Regions from separate parts of the Takifugu rubripes genome. Here region 2 is linked to region 1. The links are chromatin contacts, called in public Hi-C maps. All regions are on one chromosome and are shown on one strand. The core of a region is the stretch at or near the end of the contact, and the rest is flanking DNA. Distances in the headings are between cores, read along the strand shown.

The links. Hi-C and Micro-C count contacts between places; a contact is called where the count stands out from the background.
Region 2: a contact with region 1 is called in a Hi-C map of muscle, with 15 times the contacts expected there. The contact joins the promoter of LOC105417083 here to the promoter of LOC101073053 in region 1. A contact is called at or near these places in 2 of 2 Hi-C or Micro-C datasets (muscle and an unstated tissue).

The regions. Positions count from the first base shown.
Region 1 is chr1:16,005,713-16,008,723 of fTakRub1.2, reverse strand. LOC101073053 (katanin p60 ATPase-containing subunit A-like 1) reads right to left here and starts at 1,268. Exons shown (of 10, transcript XM_003961608.2): 1 at 1,083-1,268; 2 at 772-932; 3 at 16-178. The coding sequence starts at 1,244.
Region 2 is chr1:16,475,874-16,478,903 of fTakRub1.2, reverse strand. It overlaps LOC105417083, which reads left to right and starts at 1,534. Exons shown (of 3, transcript XM_029836596.1): 1 at 1,534-1,646. It overlaps c9h13orf42 (chromosome 9 C13orf42 homolog), which reads right to left and starts at 2,795. Exons shown (of 3, transcript XM_011608604.2): 1 at 2,373-2,795; 2 at 2,147-2,291; 3 at 1,293-1,575. The coding sequence starts at 2,795. The coding sequence ends at 1,331. rnaseh2b (ribonuclease H2, subunit B) reads left to right here. Exons shown (of 11, transcript XM_011608596.2): 8 at 151-232; 9 at 308-353; 10 at 458-535; 11 at 726-880. The coding sequence ends at 836.

The DNA of each region.
Region 1 (3,011 bases), core at 19-2,518:
CAGTAGTAGTCCGACCTTATCATCTTTGGCCTTGAAGCCTCGGGTGTCCTTGAATCCTGGTCGTTCTGGTTTAGGGTTGGCCTGACCTCGAACTCCAGCGCCTCTATGCTGGAAACCGGCGGAATCTCTCCGCTGCTGTTTTACACCAGTGCTGGGTCGCTTCAATGGAACAGGATTCCTACACAGACGGAATCAAAAAGAGAAAAACTTACACATGAGGATGTTAATTTTAAGTGAGTCACATATACATTCCAGGTGCAGCAATAGCATTAAACCAGTTCTGCTCTTTTCCCTATGATGTCACACAGTAAATCACGGTTACTCACAGACTCACAGACTAGAACGTCTCTATGAACTGTTTTTGTTTGTGTTATATTACAGAGGCACTATACTCTAATGCAAGGGTGGCTAAGTCCAGTCCTTGGGGGCTCTCTACCAGCTGGTTTCCTGTCCTACCAGGCAGAAAATTCTTTCTCCCAGGAAAGTTGTGTGCCACCTGGAAGTGCTGTACATCTGAAGGATATAAATTCCAGCTGAAGTGTGCTCCTTGAGGACTAGATTTGGGCACCCCTGAACTAGAGTTTGTAAAACTTCATTCTTTTTAAATGTACTTTTTAAATTCATTAATGGATGCCTTTGCAGTCTAGAGAAAAAAGGAAACTCAGTAACACTCATGTTGACAAATGCATTAAATACTGCAGGAAAAAAGTGGCTGGGTAAAAGGGAAAAAAGTCATTGGGGGGGTTAGCAAAGAAACGTCTGCACAAATACCTGTGTACTGCTGGGACTGGAGGGGGCCAAACTACTGGATCTTCGGGGCTGCACTCCAACTGGGAGGCTAAGGTTACAGTCGGCTGCTCAGACTTAAAGGTCTCGAGTGTTCCTGTGATGGATTTTACCTGTTCGTACTCTTCAGTCAGCTCCAGTCTGATCTGAAAAGAGGCATCACAACACAGAAAAGGGTAACTGCTGCTGTGTGTAGATTACTTTAGATGTTCAAGACGTAATGGCTGAGAAAATATCAACTATTGACCATAATGGAAAATAATGTATAATGTACAGACAGGGTGTTGGTAACTGACCTGCTGCCATTTGACCTTGACTGCAGGGTCTCTCAGGGTCTGGCAGTGCTTCTGGATCTGCTGTATGACACCCTCGTAGTAAACAATGGAGGAGTCATAACTCCCCAGCAAAGCATATTCCCGAGCCCTCTTGGCGTAGTCACATATTTCTTCCAAATTCATGCTGAAAAACAGCTACATGGGAAATAATATGGTAATGTTGAAAAACAGCAGTGGATTTTTTCCCCCCACGAATTAACATTAAATTATGATCTTAAAAACACATGCCGCCTTAACCTTTAGTAAAGACCAGATTCCAAATCCAGCAAGCCAGCAAGTGAATGGCTGTATTTATTTATGAAGATCATGGTGATGGGCAGTGCACTATGCAACTGATTTTGATTACAACTTTCTTTCCAATTTCTATTATATTGTTTTCCAGTTACACCCTGTCATCTCAACGATGGTAGCCTGTGATAGCTTTCTAATAGGCCCCCAACAATCCCAATAATTGTGGCAATAAATAGCACACATATCCTCACCCTAGAAGCATCTCTCAAAGCTATGCAAACAAAAAATGACTGACTCCATAATGTATGCTCCGGTTTACAAGAAGTGTTGAACAGTGAGATCATTGAAAACTAAGTGTTTTGACTCATATGTTCTATTTTGAGGTGCTAATTTTGGGTCTGATTTGCTTTGGTTCTGCCTCACAATGATGTCATAATCTAAACACGCCACAAAGAAGTCCTGGGTTCACCCCTGGCCTTAGAGGTGTGGCTTTTCTCTGCACAATAAGGATCTTCACGAGTCCTGTCTCCCTGTGGATTGAACTGAATGGATTGCCATGTGCTCCGAGGCTTGGCTCTGGAGAGTCAGGTCTGTTGAGAGAGTATTTGGTCTATTGTTCTGGAGAGAGACCAGACTATCTGCACAAACTTGTTGGTTTGTTTGGCCAATCACCCATTGCTATCCAGGTTATGCTTGACCTGATGAAAAAGCAAGGTTAGGCTCTCATTAGTATAACTCCCAGAAGTGATGCAAAAAAAACTTCCTGATAACCTCTGCAGGTCAACATCATCAAATGCTACTAACAGCTCAGCGCCATCTGTGGGTTTGGGTCCCCAGGTTGTGAAATACTCCCAAGAAATGGGGAATTTCGCAATATTTTTACTACAAACATCCACGAGGTGATATACCCGGATCACAGGCAGTTTCTGAGAGTTGTATTCAAAGGCAGGGGCGATGACTACATGACTCTGCCATTCAGCCTGTCACTGGGTCCCTGCACCTTCACCAAATGTGTCAGGGTTGCATTAGCATAATGGACCAAGTAGAGGATTGGGCTCAAGTTGCAAGCTCACTAACACTGATGCATATCCAAGCACTGGGCTTTTCAATCAATGTACAGAAGAGTTCAATGATCCCAAGGCAACAGTTTTGTTCCATTGGTTGGGCATATGCGAGCACATCTGCAAGGGCCAGGGCTGGCGGCATTTCGCCAGTCTTGCTCAATGTCAGTTGGGACAGAATGCATTTCCAAATAATTTCGCAGCTGATAGGCAAAATGGCATCAGTGTTCATGGTGGTTTGAGCATTTCCACACTGGTCTCACTGGTTCTGGACACGGCATCTCTTCCATGCAAGACGGTGATAACACCATGATCCACACATGTTCCTAGTCAATTGATCCTGGGACCAGACCTTCTCTCCTGAGGTGTTCCCATCTATGGTGGTGCAAATATGGTGCCGTGTTGGCAGGGTGGAGGTGGGTGCAATTGCCTCCACAGCAAACACCCATTGCCTCCTGTTCTTTTCTATAATGGACTGTAGTGAACCGACGGGGACGGATGTGTTAGTGCACTTGTTGCCCAACACTCTGCTGTATGCATATTCCTCAGTGGAAAGGATTTTGTTGGTGCTAGAGAGGGTCCACAAGCAGGACTGAAA
Region 2 (3,030 bases), core at 285-2,784, 470 kb before region 1:
TGTCTTTGCATACTGTTGACCAGTAGATGGCAGTGATAGTGCAGAATTCATAACGTTGAGTTCTGATCCTCAAACATTAAACTCGTGTTGAGCTCTTTTAGTCTCAGATGGTATTGTTAATAACTTCTTTCTGTCATTGTAATTAAACAGAAGACTACCTTCGCTACGCCCATGGACTGATATCAGAGTACATCAGTGAAGACCTCAGCAAAGCTCTCCACAAACACTTAGAGTAGGTTCACACATTCAGCGGGTGACCCTCAGCAGTGTGCAGACGCGCCAACATTCTTCCTCTACTGTTCCTCAGGTTACCAGAGATCACCAGCCCAAAAGAGACAGAACCTCCATCTAAGGTACGAGCCGAGTCTGCACTGTGCAGCGAGCTGGTGACGTCATCCCACGTTGCTGTGACGACGCGTGAGCCCGTTTGTGACATGACTCTTACTCTGTTTGCCAGAAGCGGAAACTTTCAGACAAACCGGTGGAGGCAGGAGAGGATTACACCAAATTCAACAGCGCGGACTTTGTGCGAAAAGTGAGTGGTCGTCCCGAGAACTGCCTGTCCTAAATCTGAAACTTTGCTTTCACCTTCTGGAAGACTTTCAGCCAATGGCGATCCTGGGTCAGATTGTCTCTGACTCTAGGAAGTTTTCTTCGCTCAGCTTGAACATTAATTGAATTTCCTCCTACTGTTTCATGTAAATTTGTGTTTCTCTTTATTCCAGTCGGCCAAAAAGATGACCGCTGCTCAGAAAAGTCTGGCAAAAGTGGACAAGACTGGCATGAAGCCCATGTCCTCTTTCTTTAGCCCCAAGGTCAAAACGGAGAAGCAATAAGTTTTGTAGAAGTTCTGGTTTTCTAATAAAGAGAAAAAAATACAGTTGGCACTTTTTCCTTTTCATAACGTAGGAGGGAGAAACCAAGTACTGGACGTCTCCACCCAAACGGAGTGAAATAAATCCCTGGAAAATCCCGTTCGTGATACCTCATGTCAGAGGTGTGTTTTATTAGAATAATTAGGTAATTGCTTTGCAGGTCGTTTTACCCTTGGCAATGATGAGAAGAATATTATTCAGGAAACATGTCCTCTTTTACAGCCCATAATTCTAGTGTGGAGGGTGTTTACTGTTAAACTGGTGCCAATATCACTGAAAATCCTGCTTTCCTCTGATCTGAAGGACAACTTCTCTGGTTCGGTTCTGTTGAAAAGCACACCTGGAAGCGTTGCTCATGGGTCAGGGCGATTGTGACGATTCATATATAAACCAGACAAAATTAAATATGCAAGCAGCAAATGTATCAAAATGCTTTTATTTGTTTCAAACGTCCCTCAGTGCTTTTTTAACCTGGGCTTGAAGCGCAGGGTCTGTAGCGCGCTCTCCACCACTTTGGGCAGGTGGATGGGGTTCCTCTGCAGCCGCAGACGGCTGCTCGTGGACCCGTTCTTGTGGCGTTTCTTCCCACCGCTTTGATTGGCACAGTCTGGAAGCGCTTCCTGCTCGCCGTCGTCCGTGACCCGGGGAACCCGCAGAACCCAGTTGGAGTGGAGGCCGTGTTGGGCTGAAGTGGAAGCCACTGAGGAGAGCAGACATTTCTTCTGATAAGATCGTGCACAGCAAGACCTACATTTAAAATACACCATGAGTGTAAGTTCATTTTTGTTGTATTCAGCAAGTTTCTCTTTTCATCTGCTGTCATCTCTGTCCACTGAGGGACAGAAATAGGGACGTTGAGTTTCATAAACAATCTTAATTTGAAACAGGGGCCCATCAGGGGTGAGGCTGGATGAGCCAGTTGCATTCAGAAGAAGCTGGTGCAGTGGGAATGACCGAGTGTCCTATTTAAATGACCCGACGATGGCGGAGCTGCTTTCGCCAATCTGCCCTTGAATCAAAGAGAAAAACGGAGCTTTTCTCTTGACACGAGTGTTCGGATGCTCTGACGCTTGAGCCTAAGCTGTGGGGGCGATGCAGAAAGCTGTCAGAAGCTGCATTTTACATCCTATATGTTCTGGCGTCTATTCAAGCTGACACTAAAACGCAGGATGCCATTTCTGCACTTCTTTTTTTGGAAAAAAGCTTTTATGAGGTGAAATTCTTCGCGTTTTCTTCTCCCAGAGAGCCAAAAAGAAACCTTTGCAACTCACCTATAAAGTCCACATCTGCGTGGCCCTCATCGGTGTACGGTTTGCGCTGCGCCTCGCTGTCACAGCTGGCGATGACCGCGTCCAAATAGCGCAAAGTGTCCTCCTCGTTCGGGACTGGGGGGTCGGAGTCCCTTGTTCTCCGGGCCTACGGTTCAAACAATGGCAGGCACACTTGTTTTGACTCCGCTCGGCCGCTTTTTAAAAGAGGATTTAAGATTTTCTTTACCGCTTCTTCTTTCCCAGGCGGTGGCGGCGGGGCCGGCCTCTTCTTGAGGGACGTCGCGGCCTCGGCCTCGCTCCTTGTAAAGTCCCCTACCGTTTGGGTGTATTTCCGCCTCAGTTCCACCAGCGCCTCCAGGTACTCCAGACAGTTTCTGCTCTGTGAGTACAGCCAGATCCGGTCCTCTTGTCTCTGGTAATAGAACAGGGTGGACTCGATGCTAACGGTGCTTTTGCTCCGCTTTAAGATGGGACCCTCAGCGGCCTGGCTCCGCTCCCCCACCACCAGCATGGAGGTGCTGCGGACCAGCCGGACCGTGCAGGCGCTGTGATAGTCCTGCTCCGACCGGGACACACCGGCGGAGCCACCGTCCCGCCCTCTGTGCGCCTGATTGTTGGGGCGGAACACATTATTAAGCTTCCTAAACATTCCTCCGCACGGACTATTTAGGTGTTACAGACTTGCCCATAGGTTCCTGTTTGTGGGGATTCTTCTACCCATGCTTTTAAACAAATAGGTAATCAATGAATCAAACAAACAAACAAACAAGGGTCCTTTAAACCTGCCCAGAGGTGTTCTCCGTGTCCTGTCGCTGTCCGGGGTGCTGAAATAATCGGGACAGAGAATCAAAAACTGTCCCGAGCGTCTTATCTAAACTGACGTT